2 separate regions of the Gasterosteus aculeatus genome follow, and region 2 is linked to region 1. Evidence: chromatin contacts called from public Hi-C data. All regions are on one chromosome and are shown on one strand. Each heading gives the region's core, a stretch centred on a gene start, on an enhancer-like site or on the middle of the called end of the contact. The rest is flanking DNA. Distances are from core to core; before and after follow the strand shown.

Region 1 (3,019 bases), core at 369-2,868:
GGAGGCTGATTGATTAGTGAGATATGGTTTGTCTAGAAAGACAGCAGTGGAAACACAGAGAAACTAATATTAGGTTTTTATAGTATCACACTTAAAAAAAACTCCTTAATCCTCTCAAATAAAGAAACTCTACTATATTAAACTGACTTTACATACCAATGGTTAACACACTTATGTGTGTGATAAGCAGTATCTTGGTTTTGCTATCAAGCCTCAAAGCCCTTCGTGTTGTTATGTATTTCTATAAGCAACATGTGGCCCAAAGGGTTGTTGTCCAATTTAACAGATTTGGGGGCTTTTATTCCATACTGAGCTGCAAATCTTTATAAAATGCCAATTTTTGAATACGCGCAATCATTGTATATCTTAAATGCAATCTTTTACATCTAATACAATAATTAGATAAATAATTGTTGCATAAAAATGCAGTAATTGACAATAATGCAGTGCCAGTCTTGTTTTCAAAGGTGTGTAAATGAAAACAAAAAAGACATCAACGTGCAGCATGATGATATTACTATGTGTTTCCTTAAGTGGAAAAAAACTATTTTGGACTATGAATTGAAACACGCTGTCACATCCTTGATAGAATGAATCCATTCTCCCGCGCTGCTCTGCTTACCTCTGTCTGGGGGGTTATCAACAGTTCATCGAGGGAACATGGAAGTGAGAGACAATACCTTCCTCCACTCTAACGGGCTCTCGGGGTGGCTCGGATCACTTCAATGAAACACCAGCATCCATGCAGTCGGATCATTTCAAGAGGAAGACATGCATTACGAGATTGTCAGCTGCTGTTGTGATCAAAACAAACATAAATAGTCTGGTTAGTGCTTTTTAATGACCGGCGCGATGGTGAAGAGCAGTGTCATCCGTTTCAACACATCACCCCACATGAGGGTGGCTCTTAAAAGATATGAAGGGACATTAACAGACAAAGTTTTTATGGTGATCGAGGGAAATATCACATCTAACCGCTTATTCAACTGTTCAGATGAGTTCAAATTACAATTACACACACACACACACACACATACGTATCAGCCTCCACATCAACTCCAATGCTGTAGCCCCTCGTTAGCCTCATGTGGTTTTTTTCCTGATCACTCAATCCCCTCACCTGTATCAAGTCTCTAGCCCCAAGGGGTTTCCTCACATATAAACGTGTTGCCATGTCAGATTGTAGTTGTTCTTCGCTGTGAGGACTCTGTGGATCAAGATGTCGGTTTCAAGACCCCCCCTGTATTATGGACCTTTGATTATTACCCCTGCTGGACTCATTTGCCCGACTGATCACCCGTGTATAACCTTTATTAAATAAGTATCTACCTGGTCTCCGCTGTCGTTTTGCGCTTGAGTGTCAGTACTGCCTGTCAGGCCCTTAACAAACGCAGTGCATGAAACATCGACCCATACAGGCAAAGTGCAATCAAAAAAACATACAGCTTAAAAATAAAAAATGCAACAATATAACATAGACTTTCTAATGTACTGTGTGTTTTTCATACAGTAAAGCACAGAGTAAACTTGTGCCTTACGACTGCCAACTTCCTCCATTGGGTGTCGCTGTGCGCGTAAACTCTCCTCCGGCAGCTTTGGTCCGACCGGACCCCGGATCGTCACAAGTGTCAGACTGTCTTGTTAACACGTGAGATAGCGAGGGCACGGAAGAGGGTGAAATAAGCGGGGGACACCGAGGGCGGCGAGATTGTGCTCCATAGACCTTTCGAGAGACTGAGCGGGACACGGCGGATACTGCGGAGGTCCTAATGAGGGAATGCCGAGAAGGAGAGCAGACATACGGCCAGCGCTCCAGACATGAGCCCGAGGTAAGATCGAGAGACGGCAGAGAGAGAGAGAGAGAGAGAGAGAGAGAGAGAGAGAGAGGGGGGGGGGGGGGGGGATGTGATTTGGGCTGACGTGTAAGTGACACTTTTTCTTTAGTAGTCTATCATGTTGAGTTTATCCACGTTTGAATGTCTCACTGCTTGGAGCCGATAGTCCTGATGTTGCCCTCAGCGACGAGGCTTCAGCATCTGGATCAGATGAGCGCGTCCGGCCTCACGCTGATAGTTGAGATTTACAGTCACTCGCGCAACATTTTAATGTGATATTTCTCTGTTTTTAATCCTGCCATATTTAAATCCTACACCAACATGGTCTTGTGGAGAAGATGTTTGGCATAAGGACGCGGGCTTAAAGTGAAAGAAGGATCATCATTATGTTATGAGTCGAAACCCTTGTGGTGAAAAAACGTTTCCAAAAGCTGCAGCCTATAGGCGGGCTGTCACACTCTTCTCAGGGGAGGACTGCAGGTGAGACACGCCTTCTTTTACCAGGTGTATTATTTTGTACTTAATTAAAAAGCGTAGGCCTACTATGAATTAATACGTTTGAATGGATTATCCCTATGACACAATAAAGCAGCAGGATTTGGATTTATTTTGGCCTCAGGGACACAATGATATTAGATATGGCAGATATTGGAGGGGGGGTTCCAATTCCTTGAAGGTCCGAAACATGAAACGCTCCAGCAACGCTTGATGTGGGTCCAGGTGCCTCCATTATTAAAGTTACCTCCAAAGCAAATGTGGACTTCTTTCTCATAAACGCGCAACATACGTGCGTAGGCAATTGCTGCCTGTCTCTTTAAGACGATGTGTTGAGAAGTTCAAGTTGGGGTCAGTTGAAGTTCCTGCCCTCGATTTTACCTTTTTAGTTTTATTATAGACTGACATCACACGGGGCGCTAAAACACTTAAGGCGCATAGAGGCTCCATTATCATCCCGGTGCGTATTATTGCTGCGACTCAAAAATAGCAAAGGAAATTACTCGAAAAAAAAATAGGAGGAAACCGAAGTATTTTTTTTTTATAGCAGAGGATGAGAAAGAGGGGAGAGGAGGGGCAGAGACACACAGAAAGAAGGAGAGGGAGGAAAGTGGGTGGGAGGACGGACCCAAGGAGCAACAAGAACTTCATATCAATTAATAATCATAAAAAAAGAGCTGGCAGACGCG
Region 2 (3,019 bases), core at 174-2,673, 79 kb after region 1:
AACACAGGAAGGACTCTTTATCTCTGATATCAAAGTCTTGCAGGGAACCAGTTGCTTGACAAGGCTGCTTGGCCCAAACTATTTTAATGCCACAAAAACAAAAAAGAAACACACATTTCGCCGAAAGCCCCAAAGACAACATCCTGAGGATAACACATGGGGAACTTTTTGATGTTCATTTATGCTTTTTGCGGTGTGTGCACAGTTAATCCTGGTGAAAGTATCAGTCTTCACTGAAAAAAATGTGCTTTGTTCTGACTAACTTTTCTCAGAAAATGGACATATAATCACTTCTCCTCGATGGGCCAATTTAGCATTCTCATTGTGACCATTTCGAAATGAAGGCTACTGAGTGAATGCTCGTGTTGTGGTGTGACAGAAGAAGGTTACCCTGTTTCTCTTGTCCTTCCTGAACAGCACTTAATGCAATGCAATGTGTCATGATACCCTCCTAACAGGACATTCTCTCAGTAGACTGAACCACAAGCAGGTCAGCCATCAGCGGTAATATTGCACCTTCATGTGTCACACACTACTAAGCCAAAGCTGCTTCAGGAGACAGGAGTCTGTTTGAAGGTGGCCGCGGGCACCGAGGACCAACCATTATTCATAAACTAATGGCCTTAATATGCGGAGTCACATAGACAGACATTAACGAGGCAGTGACCCTTAGCAGGCCGGATTAAAACAATAGTTTATGCAGTAGTGCCTGTTGAGCTGGTAATATATCACCTTCAGTATCAACATACCATAAGTGAGTTTCCATAAATTATACACACTTATGGGTGTGTGTATACAGAAGTCCTCAAGCAGGTCTGGCACTTTAGTGTTAGCGCAAATGGCACGGTTGTTTATGCCCCATTCAGCTGGTAATCCAGCTGTTATACTAAGCGCTGCCCTGAGAAGTATGAGATGCACACGCGCCACACGTAGGGGCACACACACACATTTAAAAAATGTTTGAAATACAGTGAGTGGATGCGTTATCTACTTGAAAGGGTCATTATGATACACAACCGAAAGGACAAGGCTGGATATATTTTACTTATTGTCCGTGAAAAGATCAAGACCAAGCGCCTTACCTTAACTCTCCCCAACAAAGGCTGACAACTGATGAACCCAAACGCCGTGTTGCGTAATTGTAAATTGTGTTTTACAATAAAGCCCTCAATATAAAACTGTCAAACTCAAAGATCGTAAGTCAGTAAAATATCCAATGTACATACGTTAAACCCTCAAACAATAAAAACATCTCATCAACAATGTTTCACCCATAAGAAAGCATGCTGGCGTTGTCTTTGCAAGAGCATCTCTCCTGTGTGTCTTCGTCAGTGCTGACGAGTGGTGGTAACCCTGGCAACAGCTGCCGATGTGCTGCCGTCTCTTCTCCCCTGCCCACTGACACCCGTCGCACCGTCTACCTCGATGCAGTGAGTCACGATGCCGCGCGTCGATTTCTGATCCCCCCCGAGTGCACCAAGGACGTGTGCTGTGTACTGGAGTCAACATGTGTCACATGCTAAATGTTTACCACCTTTGCTATTTTTATGTGTATCTGTTTTATCATGAATTAGTTTCCCCCCCTTAAAGATCATTTATTTCAGTTAAACTGGCATTTTACAAGAATTGACTTCAGACGTCTCCAATAACACATCACTTTTTCTAATGGGGTTTTCTACCTCCGACCTTTACCACCAGGTGACACATGGTCTGTTTTTAGGAGTGTTGATGTGTGCGTTTCCACTCTGAAGTAGGCCAACGTATGGTCATCGCTGTGATGAAAATAGACTGCACGTTACAGCTTGATTTCCTACTGGGGAAGATGTTGAAACCAATGGAAAACGCTATTGGTTCAAACAACATAGAGTGAGCTAAAATACAAATAACTAGTAATAGTAAATAGTAATATACAAATTCACACAACGTGTGAACGCATATTCTCACACTCTTTAAAACACCTGCGCAATTTTTTTCTTCTCCCTTCTTATCCTTGCAGGGCTTTTCCCCGCTATCCCAGCTGTCAGTTTGCTTGTGTGATACATGTGTACAGGTGAAAGATTGCTATATTGTTTTAAGCCAGTGCCATGAGCCAGAGACTTCCAGAGTCCAATATGCAGAGATGATAAGCTTTGTTTTAAAGGCTAGCCACGACCCAATAACAGCTGGCTTTGCGTTCACGCACAACTTCTCATCCGTCTGATCAGGCCCAGGAGATCGTAATCACATCCATTCAAGATTCAATAACTGCTTCTGGAACAGAGAGAAGGGTGAATGACAAGAATGCGTCTCAGCCGAAGCACAGTGCCTTTCCTTTGACAGTGAATTACTTCACAGAGCATAGTGGACTTTTTGGTTGTAGGATGCACAGATACAAATGCAATGAAAGTGTAGATATATGTATAAGTCTGTGACTGTGTGCACGTGGGTGTGTGTGTGTGTGTCTGCTCTACCGCTAGGAAGTGTGAGCACAATTCAGAATGGAAGCAAACTCCACAACCCAGGTAACCAAATTCAACCAGAGTTAAGTGAACACACACAGCCAGATAGAGAAGCCAAAAAGCAGCACTGCTTCCCTTTGCTCAGAGACACAGAGAGATAACGGAGCACTATCGCTCTCTTTATGACGCAAAAACTACCAGACCTACTTCAGGGCGTTTGAATAGCTATTCATTTATCCTATATCCAATACCCTGTACAATTTAATTTATTTCCTGCACGCAGTGAAGGGAATATCATTTCATGTCAGTATTTTCAGCTGTATTCGAACTTGATCTTTTTCCCTAGAGGATCTTTGACACATTTGAATTTCTCAAAATGTAATAAATGATCTAGAAATGTATGGACTTCATCAAGTGCAGCTCATCGTTTATTAACTCTCTTAAGATCCTCATTCACATGCAACAAAGAAAGAGTCATGTTTACGTAGATAAAACTACATCCTGTGGAGGAAAAAAAGAGATCACAGAGAGATAGACGGTACGAGAAGATGTTGCTACTGATTTTACATCATATCAATTGG

The links. A called contact is a pair of places that touch in the nucleus more often than the background predicts.
Region 2: a contact with region 1 is called in a Hi-C map of whole body, with 8 times the contacts expected there. The contact joins the enhancer-like site here to the promoter of hic1 in region 1. A contact is called at or near these places in 6 of 6 Hi-C or Micro-C datasets (blood and trunk muscle, liver, skeletal muscle and 2 more).

The regions. Positions count from the first base shown.
Region 1 is chr1:12,557,324-12,560,342 of fGasAcu3.hap1.1, forward strand. It overlaps hic1 (hypermethylated in cancer 1), which reads left to right and starts at 1,619. Exons shown (of 2, transcript XM_040176291.2): 1 at 1,619-1,829.
Region 2 is chr1:12,636,333-12,639,351 of fGasAcu3.hap1.1, forward strand. No RefSeq gene overlaps it. Among protein-coding and RNA genes, the nearest start is that of LOC120828661, 10 kb to the right of the region's middle. Within about 2 kb of position 1,424, at least 2 of the 9 cell types and tissues checked have open chromatin away from gene starts, as enhancers often do.